Linked DNA regions of Rattus norvegicus: all the other regions are linked to region 1. A link is a contact called in public Hi-C data. All regions are on one chromosome and are shown on one strand. The core of a region is the stretch at or near the end of the contact, and the rest is flanking DNA. Distances in the headings are between cores, read along the strand shown. Region 1 overlaps Rad51b (RAD51 paralog B). Region 2 has its middle 52 kb from the start of Atp5pdl1. Region 3 has its middle 29 kb from the start of Atp5pdl1.

What was found. Hi-C and Micro-C count contacts between places; a contact is called where the count stands out from the background.
Region 2: a Hi-C map of mammary epithelial cells shows a contact between it and region 1, with 1.6 times the contacts expected there. The contact joins two enhancer-like sites. A contact is called at or near these places in 1 of 12 Hi-C or Micro-C datasets (mammary epithelial cells) and 1 of 1 datasets of contacts at active chromatin or transcription factors (oligodendrocytes).
Region 3: a Hi-C map of mammary epithelial cells shows a contact between it and region 1, with 2.5 times the contacts expected there. The contact joins two enhancer-like sites. A contact is called at or near these places in 1 of 12 Hi-C or Micro-C datasets (mammary epithelial cells) and 1 of 1 datasets of contacts at active chromatin or transcription factors (oligodendrocytes).

Annotation. Positions count from the first base shown.
Region 1 is chr6:104,224,587-104,227,549 of GRCr8, reverse strand. All of the region lies in intron 8 of Rad51b (RAD51 paralog B), which reads right to left. Among named protein-coding and RNA genes, the nearest start is that of Atp5pdl1, 200 kb to the left of the region's middle. Within about 2 kb of position 1,594, at least 10 of the 93 cell types and tissues checked have an H3K27ac peak or open chromatin away from gene starts, as enhancers often do.
Region 2 is chr6:104,480,221-104,483,183 of GRCr8, reverse strand. No RefSeq gene overlaps it. Among named protein-coding and RNA genes, the nearest start is that of Atp5pdl1, 52 kb to the right of the region's middle. Within about 2 kb of position 1,408, at least 56 of the 93 cell types and tissues checked have an H3K27ac peak or open chromatin away from gene starts, as enhancers often do.
Region 3 is chr6:104,457,831-104,460,793 of GRCr8, reverse strand. No RefSeq gene overlaps it. Among named protein-coding and RNA genes, the nearest start is that of Atp5pdl1, 29 kb to the right of the region's middle. Within about 2 kb of position 1,528, at least 12 of the 93 cell types and tissues checked have an H3K27ac peak or open chromatin away from gene starts, as enhancers often do.

The DNA of each region.
Region 1 (2,963 bases), core at 345-2,844:
GAATTATGTAAGGCTATCTTTGATACTATTTAGAAAACAACAGGAAAATGCCATCTGCCCTGCGTTCCTCGAGAACATCCAATCAAGGACCCAGGCATGTTTCCTGGCTTCAGACTGGCTATAAATAAATTTAATAAGGATGAAAAAAGTCACTTCATCATTTACAGTTCTCTCTCGTCTCCAGCTGACAAAAATCCAGTCCAGATGTTTGTCCTACGAGATCAACAGTAACTGTGTGAAACTCCCTCTGGAGTGAGAAAGCTCTAGAAGAAAGGGATTGGTTGGAAAAGAAAGGGAAAGGAGGTTGGTGGGGTGGGTGTGGACAAGCCCTGTTTGATACTCACTTGACAGAGACACAGTACTTAACTTATTTTGTGTATAAGTACTCTAGTTTATATAGCCTCCCCTTCCTCATCCCTCCTTTCAAAGCCACAGGGACTTGGCTTGTGAAGCCTGCAATGGTTGTCCCATAACCTTTGCTTTTAAATTAAACAAATGACCTCAGATTTTGGAGCAGTTGTTGACTCGGGGGGAAAGTATGCCATTAAAAGTGTGCCAGAAACAGATTTAATTGGTACACGTCCCAAAAACGGCCCCAAAGAGCACAGGCTTCCCGCATATAGATTTCAGGGAACTTACTCAAAGGCCGCACGGCTTTGTCAAAATTTGAGATGTGAAACAAGCCAACTGAAAGAGTCCGTATCAAAAGGGTAAATTCAATTCAAGAGATATTAATCTGATTACCTAAGTATGGCTGCGAATCGGATATGGTCCATTGTGTGCTCTTGTTCAACCTGGACAGCTGGAGGAGCCAATGGCTTCCTTTCCCCTGACATATAATTAAGTTTTAAGAGCCGATCAAGTTACGGATACCAAGTTTTAAGAAATATTTCATTCAGGAGTGGCATTTACAGTGCTTGCCTGTTGCAAGAGTCATTGTTCATTTTACTTCCTTGAGCCATGCCGGAGAGTGTGCGGATCAGAGCTCGGGGCCTCGGTGTTTGTGTTTCAAGCTACAATAACCGCCCTCTGTGCACCTGCCTGGAGGAGAAACCAGTCCAGCCGCCTCCCAAGACAAAAGAGCCCTGTTTTAAGTGCTGAAAACCCAGACATGAACTGACCCTGTCAAATTCCAGTTAGGGGAAAAAAAAATCAATATTTTTCAACCAATCCAAGGGAGCTGGGTTTCCTTTTCTAGCCACACGTAGTTGGAAAAGAGTGACTGGGCAACAGAGTCATTTCTTTTCTCATGAGTCTTCCCACCTTCTAGGTTCCTTCCCTGAAGGTGGGACTCGCGGCCTGGTATACCATTTTCTTCCCTTGGGGTCCATACACATTTTTTTAACGTCTTTCTCTCCCAGACAGCTAGAATGTAATCTGACTTCAGCCATAGAAGCACACCTTCCCGAAGCAATGTGTTGCCAACGTGCGTTAACAAAGATGTCCCCAGTACTTGTCACAAACTGCAGGTACACTCACTGTTGTAAGAATGCTTACCAGTAGGCAAAGGGCCAAGACTACACTCTCTCTATTCCTACTATGGTTTTTAATATGAGTTGGTAAAGGCCAGGACTAATTTTAGATGCCTTCTCTTGATCAGCTTCACGACTCATACTAATTCATATCGGGGATGAATCACACCAAACTCAACAGAGAAGTATATCACCATAAAGGAAATGGTTTCTCGAAAAATCTGAAACAGCCAACAGAATGGGGTTTCTTTTGACATTTCACCCAGGTAGCAGATGAGCAACCAGGAAAGGGAGGTGACGGACCTAACTTGAGAGCACAAGTTTCGGGGTTGGGGATTTAGCTCAGTGGCAGAGTGCTTGCCTAGCAAGCGCAAGGCCCTGGGTTCGGTCCCCAGCTCCAAAAAAAAAAAAAAAAAAAAAAAAAAAAAAAGAGCACAAGTTGCTTACAACACCAGGGATGGCCTGCAAGTTATAGTTTCCTACCTCTTTGAGTGGAGGGGAGATAAATTATGATTTTGGCAGTTATCTTAAACTGTTGTTGGCAGTGAGGCCCTGGCCAAAAATAGTTTTTTTATTACACCTGCTGATCAACAGCTATAGTTTCAAGGGTTAAAGCTTTCTGAAGACTGCTTCAATAGTTACTCCAAACTCCAGTCCCAAGGGTCAGGGAAACCAGATGATCAGTATAGAGAAGCCAGGTTCTCTGACATAATCCCTGCACCAGGAAGTGACTAATTGTTTGTGTCTGTAGTGAGCCTAGGAACCAAGCAATAGTTTATCTGATTTGGTTCTCATTAAGAAGCTATCCAAGAAAACAGAGTTGACTACCTCAGGTGTAAGGTACATTGAGCTACTTTGACCAGGCTGGCAGATTCTTGGTGCAGCATCGTACTGAATTTCAGCTGCCACTTTACCAGTGGATGTGACCAGTGACAAAGGCAGTCAGTCTATCAGGGTACTGCATACACACTGAATCAAAATGCTAGTCAAGGAGACTGTCTTCGTTTTGTTCAGATATCCTGTGACGGTGGCCCATGCCATTGTCAGGGGTTGGCAGCAAGTGCATTCATTTCCTGCTGAGCCTCCTACTGGACTTGAACTTCTCCCTCCTTCTTGACTACTTACTAGCTGCTGTACAACATAACACAACAATAATTGTTGCATGTGTCTGAACTCTGTTATCAGGCCGTTCTCTATTTATTAGTCAACTATAGCACAGCACCAGGCCAACTCAGACTTCATTTGGTATTCAGACATTCTAAGACTCCAAACAGAGAAGCTGAGCATTAGAATTGGCCTTTATGTTCTAGAAGGGCCAAGGCTGAAACTGGTCTTCCTATCCTCTGAACAGTAAGAGTTTACTATTATAGGTGCTCTACACTGAATGAAGGGATGGATTAATGAGCAAGCAATTGAATGGATGGAACCAATGTTCACATTTGGGATTAAAGGTCAGTGAGGTGACGCAGTGGATGAAGGTGTCTGCTACTA
Region 2 (2,963 bases), core at 159-2,658, 260 kb before region 1:
AACTATATATTAATATTATATAAATTTATTATATATACTATAAATTATATTATATATACATTATATATATATAAAGGCAAGGGAATGCTTTGTGTGAGCCCTAATGACTAGAGTTCCTGGTCCTATTTCATTTAAGAGAACTGGAGAAAGAGAGAGTCCAGAGTCTTCATTTCCCCAGCGCTAGCTCTGGATTTCAGAGTCCAGACCTTGCAAGAGGGTTGGGGTAATCTGCATTCCACAATAAGGAGGGGCTAGGAGAGACCTGGGGTCCAGCTTTTCCCCAAAGCACAAAACTAGGCTAGGAAGATGACCCCCCCAAAAAACTCTGCCCCAGTCCCAGAAGCATCTTTATGACTCTCTTCCCCTCCTTTGCTTCTGTAGAACTGTTTCTCTGACAACCCATGTTAAGAGGCCTCCTGGGTACAGGCACCCTGCTGGATGCTGGCATGCAGCCCAAGAGTGGGACTCCCTGGCTGCTGGCCCCGTGGAGCTCACAGCTAGAGGGAGCTGACTTTTTATCCAGTAACTAGCCATCCATAGAGGTTATAGCAATGGGCCTACATTCCCTACCTGACCTCAGGCTGTTCTCTTGGGGTTGACTTGCTTATTCAAATACTGCTTTGCCCGCTGAGTCTCTTCCCTCCCTCTCCCCTGAGAGCCCTTCTGCAACCCACTGGACACCTAGGTTCAATCCACCTGTGGACTCATACTTACATGAGCATCTGGAACTTATCCATACAATGACCAGGAAGGCTGTTCTTAGATGTGTTTGCCTTAGTAAGAAAATCAAATCAAAGTATATGTGGAGGGGAAAGGTGGCTGTATGGGTGGGTGGGGGTGTGTGAGTAAAGATTGGGCTGCACAGAAAGACACTGGAACCAGGATGTTGCTGTAGGGTCTTGTACCTACTCAAAGGCTCCTGACTCTACTTTTGAACAATGCTAGGCAAATTACCACCCTGGTAACGGGACCGTCACAGCTCTGCCTGTCCATTTTAGCCTCAGAAAGTCGCCATAGCGCTTTCCTGTCCCCGTTTAGTGATCCTCTCTTGCCCAGGCTCGGAGAGCATGACTAAAGGGCAGAGTCCTGGAGGGAGGTGGATTTGCCATGGAGATTCACTAGCAAAGCAGGAAGCAGAGCGTGCTGAGGGTGCTTTGCAGGCTGTGGTGAGCTCTGCAGCAGATGAGCCGTTGTCTTGGTAACACTAATGAAAAGCAGGCCTCCGAGAGGGCCAAGAACCCCCGGGGACTGAGTTATCTCCCCCTCCCTCAGCTCTTCTGCCTCCCCACCAACCTCAGATCAAACTCCCCGAATATTTATAAAATCTCTCCCAGAAACAGAGAAAGTCAGTGGCCTGGCCAGGCATCTGCCCACGTCTTCCTGGCTGCTCTGGTGACACTGTCCAACGTGGCTCATTATTCTGTTTTTCTTCCTTGCTTGAGCAGGACAATGAGGGAGGGAGGGGGGAAGGAATGTTTGCTCTGTGCTGTTAGACTGACATCGAGTCAGGGTGTTTACTTCAAGTTAGGGGGTCTCGCTGGCTGCTCTGGTCCTCCCTGCTCTTCAGTTCCCAGGTTGTCTTGTTTGGTCCCACGGATTTCTGAAGTGCCTTGGTTGCTGGCTTCCTCTGCCCCTACCAGCCTCTGCCTGGGGCTTTGCGGCAGCTTCTGAGGGAGAGCAGTGTCAGGAGGCTCTGAAATGGAAAGGGCTGCCTGCAAAAGGAGCCAGCCTCCCTGCCACGGGGAGCGGGCTTGGGGCTTGCTCACTTTGAAGAAAAGGGAGGGACTCACATGCAGCCAGCAGGGAGTTAAAGCTGGTCTGAGAAAATCCAAGTGACCCCCCTCTCCCCAGTTCCCGTTCATTACTTGTTTTGCCTGGTGGATCTTAAAATGCAAAGAAGTCGAGCAACGCACAGAGCCCAGAGGGGCAGAGGCGATGCAGCAGCCCGTCTCGTCCTGCTGGTAAAGGGAAAGGCACCATTTGCCCTGTTGATGAGAATGCCCTGTGGTTGCCCTTCCTGACAGCTGAGTGCCCCGGGGGTGGCATAGCTCCGTGGAGGGAGACAGCAGCAGGTTGTGGGCAGGTCCTGGATTGGGTGGAGGTGATTGGTTATGAGTGTCATACCCAACTCTGCCAAGCTCAGACTTCCAACTTGGGTAAGTTATGAGTCTCCCTTCTCCGTCATTGGAAAATGGATTAAGGTCTCTTCTGTAAGTTTTATTCAGGAAGGAGAGATTACAAATGCTTTACAAAAAGCACATACATGTCATCCCTGGGCCAAACGTAAGACACAAGACCTTAACCTCATGGGACATAAAGTGTGAGAAGGATTCATGGATGTGCTAGAAGGGACAGGGAGGTGTCTCGTGGAGGGAGGCTTCAAACACAACTCCAAGAATGAAAGGATTTGGACGGAAATAAGGACAGTTGACAGCGGACTAAGATCCAGATATTGGGGGGAGAGGAGGGACCTGTGGAGAAGGCCAGCTTAGGAGAAATGGGGAGGACGCTGGGAACTGTAGTGAAGGCTGTCTGACGCAGTGAGAAGCATCTGTATAGGAGAGGAAAGAGGCTTGTTCCCAGTAGCTTTTTAAATGAATGAACCTGCTTTGAGTGACATCCACTAACAGCCCAGCCAGAAGAGGTGAAAGGAAACCAGGTCAGTGATTGGAGAGAGCAGGACTATTGGCCTTTAGCTCGTGTGGCCTCAGGGAGACTTTGAGTTTCGGTGGCTGGGGGACATGAACCTCCAGAGACTTATCCTTTCCTTACCTCTCTGCCAAGGAGGTCAGCCAAGTGGCACAGGAGGGTGGAAATTAGAGTTAAGGAGTGAGTGAGAAAGAAGACAAGTTCCACTGTGTCGGGAGCCTGAGATGGGGACACTTTCAGGACACCTAAAGGACCTGTGTAGAGGCACGAGGTGGTGGGCCAACACCCATCTTGGCAGCAGGAGGCACAGGGCA
Region 3 (2,963 bases), core at 279-2,778, 230 kb before region 1:
AACCCCGTATTCCACCAAGCTCTTTCAACAGCTGAGGAACAGCAACTCTCATTTACTCAGCTACTCACAACTGAAAGTCAGAGAAGAAAATCAGAGTGGGGAATGATAGATGACTCAAGGCTACAATTGCAGTACTCGGGTGACTGAGGCAGGAGGATTATGACTTTCAGTCCAATCTGGGGTATATAGCAAGATCCTATGAAAAAAAAAGTGAAAAATTAAATAGAATACAGAACCAATAAAAAAAATACTACGTTATTGCTCTTGACATTCTAGAGCATGGAAAAGGAGTTAAGTTTCCCATGTGCCACAACATCCCTGCAGGAGAAACTGAGGCATAACTACTCGGAGATGAGGCCCTTGTAAAGTCCCACAGCAGGCTTGGAAAGGGCAGGGTTAACTGGCTGCTGTCTGGGAGTCTGCATAGCTACGTTTCTCTTTCCTTTGACTCCAGCCTCAAAACTCCCTGTCTCACCTTGTAGATCACACAGCCTCGCGGCCTGCCTGGGACAGAGCTTCAGAACTTTAAAGGAGAATTTTCAGTTGCAAAGGTCTGGCCCCCATCTGCTGAGCAGCTCTTTCTATATCCCTGGAGTGACACAAGTGTCCACAGGAGGGGTCATTGGAGAGTCGGGATGATCGGGATGCCTATCCTAAAATGCAGGCTGCAAGGGCTTTTAGAAAAAAGGAGACAGGGAAGCAGAGACACACAGAGACAGACAGACAGACAGAGACAGAAATAGAGAGAGACAGAACCAAAAGCTTTCTGGGATCTGGGAATGAGGACGTTTATAGTTTAAGTAGATTCTTCATGTGCTTAAATTGTACAAAGACAGCTTCAGAGAGTGACTACGGGGTGGGGGGGTGGGAGATAGGGGATGGGGATGGGGGATGGGAGGAGCTTCCATGATAACAAAGACCACAGCTAAGGAGCAAGGGGCCTTGCTCCACCAGGCCAGGGGAAACTCGTCTCACATACTACTGATTTTGTAATCCTCACAGGAACCCTCTGTAGTAGGTATGTTGTCCTCTCTTTCCAGGTGAGGAATCTGAGGCACAGAGTAAATATATAGCTTACTCACATTCACTCAGAGGGAGCCATAACGCAGGGACCTGCACCTAATACTGTGATATACCAAAAGCGGTGTTTGAATTCAGCACGTGCTGCCTCTAAGAGAAAGCCGGAGTTCCTGCCTCAGAGTAAAGACATTCATGCTGCTTGGGTTGCTCTGTATGGCTGTCTCATACCCACAAGAAGACTCTCCTTGCACTGACAGAGCATTTAGGCTTCAGGCCGTGTGTCTACCTGGAACCCTATGCTGTGGTTTGCCAAACAGCCACACTGGGAGTCTCCCATGCTCTCACACCCCAACCCTGGCCTGTATGGTTTGTATTTGTTTCTCAGCCTGTACCTGAACACTTCTAGCTTTTGCTTTCGCTTACGTATTTCCTCTAAGTGCCCTTGGCAGGCTTTGCAGAGTTGAGACCGATGTAGGCCCGGCCTGTCTATTTCCTGTTGCATTTCCTTTAGACACCCACATTGAAATCCTTTTCGCTGCCCTATGAATACAGATTCTCAGGCTCTGCCAGAGGCTTCCATAAGGCCTTCCGCAGTGGGAGTGTTGTCTGCATTTGGGGACGTCTTCTCAAGTGATTTTGAGATGCTGATGACAAGCCAGACTTGGTTATTTGAACATCAGCTACACTCTGGTGCCTTAGAGGCAGTAGGGCACTGTAAAGAATTCACTGAGATTTAGGGCACCAACACTGGTGTTCTCAGCAGGATGCTGGGACAAAGGGATGTGAAGAGTAGCAGAGACAGGTGTAGGAGGCTGGACGGTATTTCTGCCAGCCGTATGGAACTCCAGGGTGGGCAAATGCCCTGGCAAGAATATTCTATAGAAAAGGTTCCAAGCAGAGGCCTCCAGAGTCTATTTCAAGCATCTAGGAAGCTGCTGTTTCCTGCTGGGAAGTAGTATCCCTTTTGTTTTCTCTAGGAGATCCCAGCAAGCAGGATAGAGAAAGATTCAGGCAGTCAACCAGACAGGAAGTCAAGTGGCCTCACAATGTAGAGAGAGTGATGAAGACACAGTCAAGTGGATGATGGGAGCAGAAAAGTGTCTCTGTGTGTGTACTGGAGCATGTGGGTGTGTACATGCATGTGTGCATGCCTGTGTGTGTACTGGAGCATGTATGTTTCCTCTGAGGACTGTGTGTTTATGCATGCATTGTGTACTTGGGCATGTGTGTCTGTGAGTATATATGTGCATGTTCATGTGTATATGCATGCATGTGTGTGTACTTGAGTATGTGTGTATGCATGTGCATCCATGTGCGCACACACACACACGCTCTTGCCCGTGTGTTAGGATATACTTCCATTTCCAAAGTTCACTTCAGAGTTCTCAAACTCATCTGTGGAAGTCTACTATGTGCAGAAAATGAAATTAAGTTTTAAGTTGGTTAGTTGGAGTTGAGAAAATCAAGCAAACAAAAAATCTTCAAATTGAAAAATGAAGAACTTCCCCCTTACCTCCCCAGTAACTCCAAAGCAACTGGGTGCAGAATGCTCAGTCTTGGCCTGCAGCAAGGCACACTCGGAAGGGAAACTACGGTTCTTTTTGTGAAAACCTAGGGCATCTAGACATGCTCAGTGGAGTAACTCAGAGGAAAATCTGTTTACAAACTGGGGAAACAGTGCAAGGGAGAACAGAGAGGAAAGTTGCTGGAGTGAACCGTTCCTTGCTTCTGTGAGTAGAAGCATGACTTCTGCTACAAGGACTGTTTGTGGCCTCCGGACTGGGGCAAGATGTTCAGGATTCTGGGGCCTTGATTTTTGCCCTAAAGAAAGCAGGAAGCCGAGATTGGTGGTTCATACCTATAACCACTTGGGAAGCTGAAGCAGGAGAATTGTCATCAGTTAAAGGTAAGCCTGGTCTATACAGTGAGTTCCAGGCCTATCT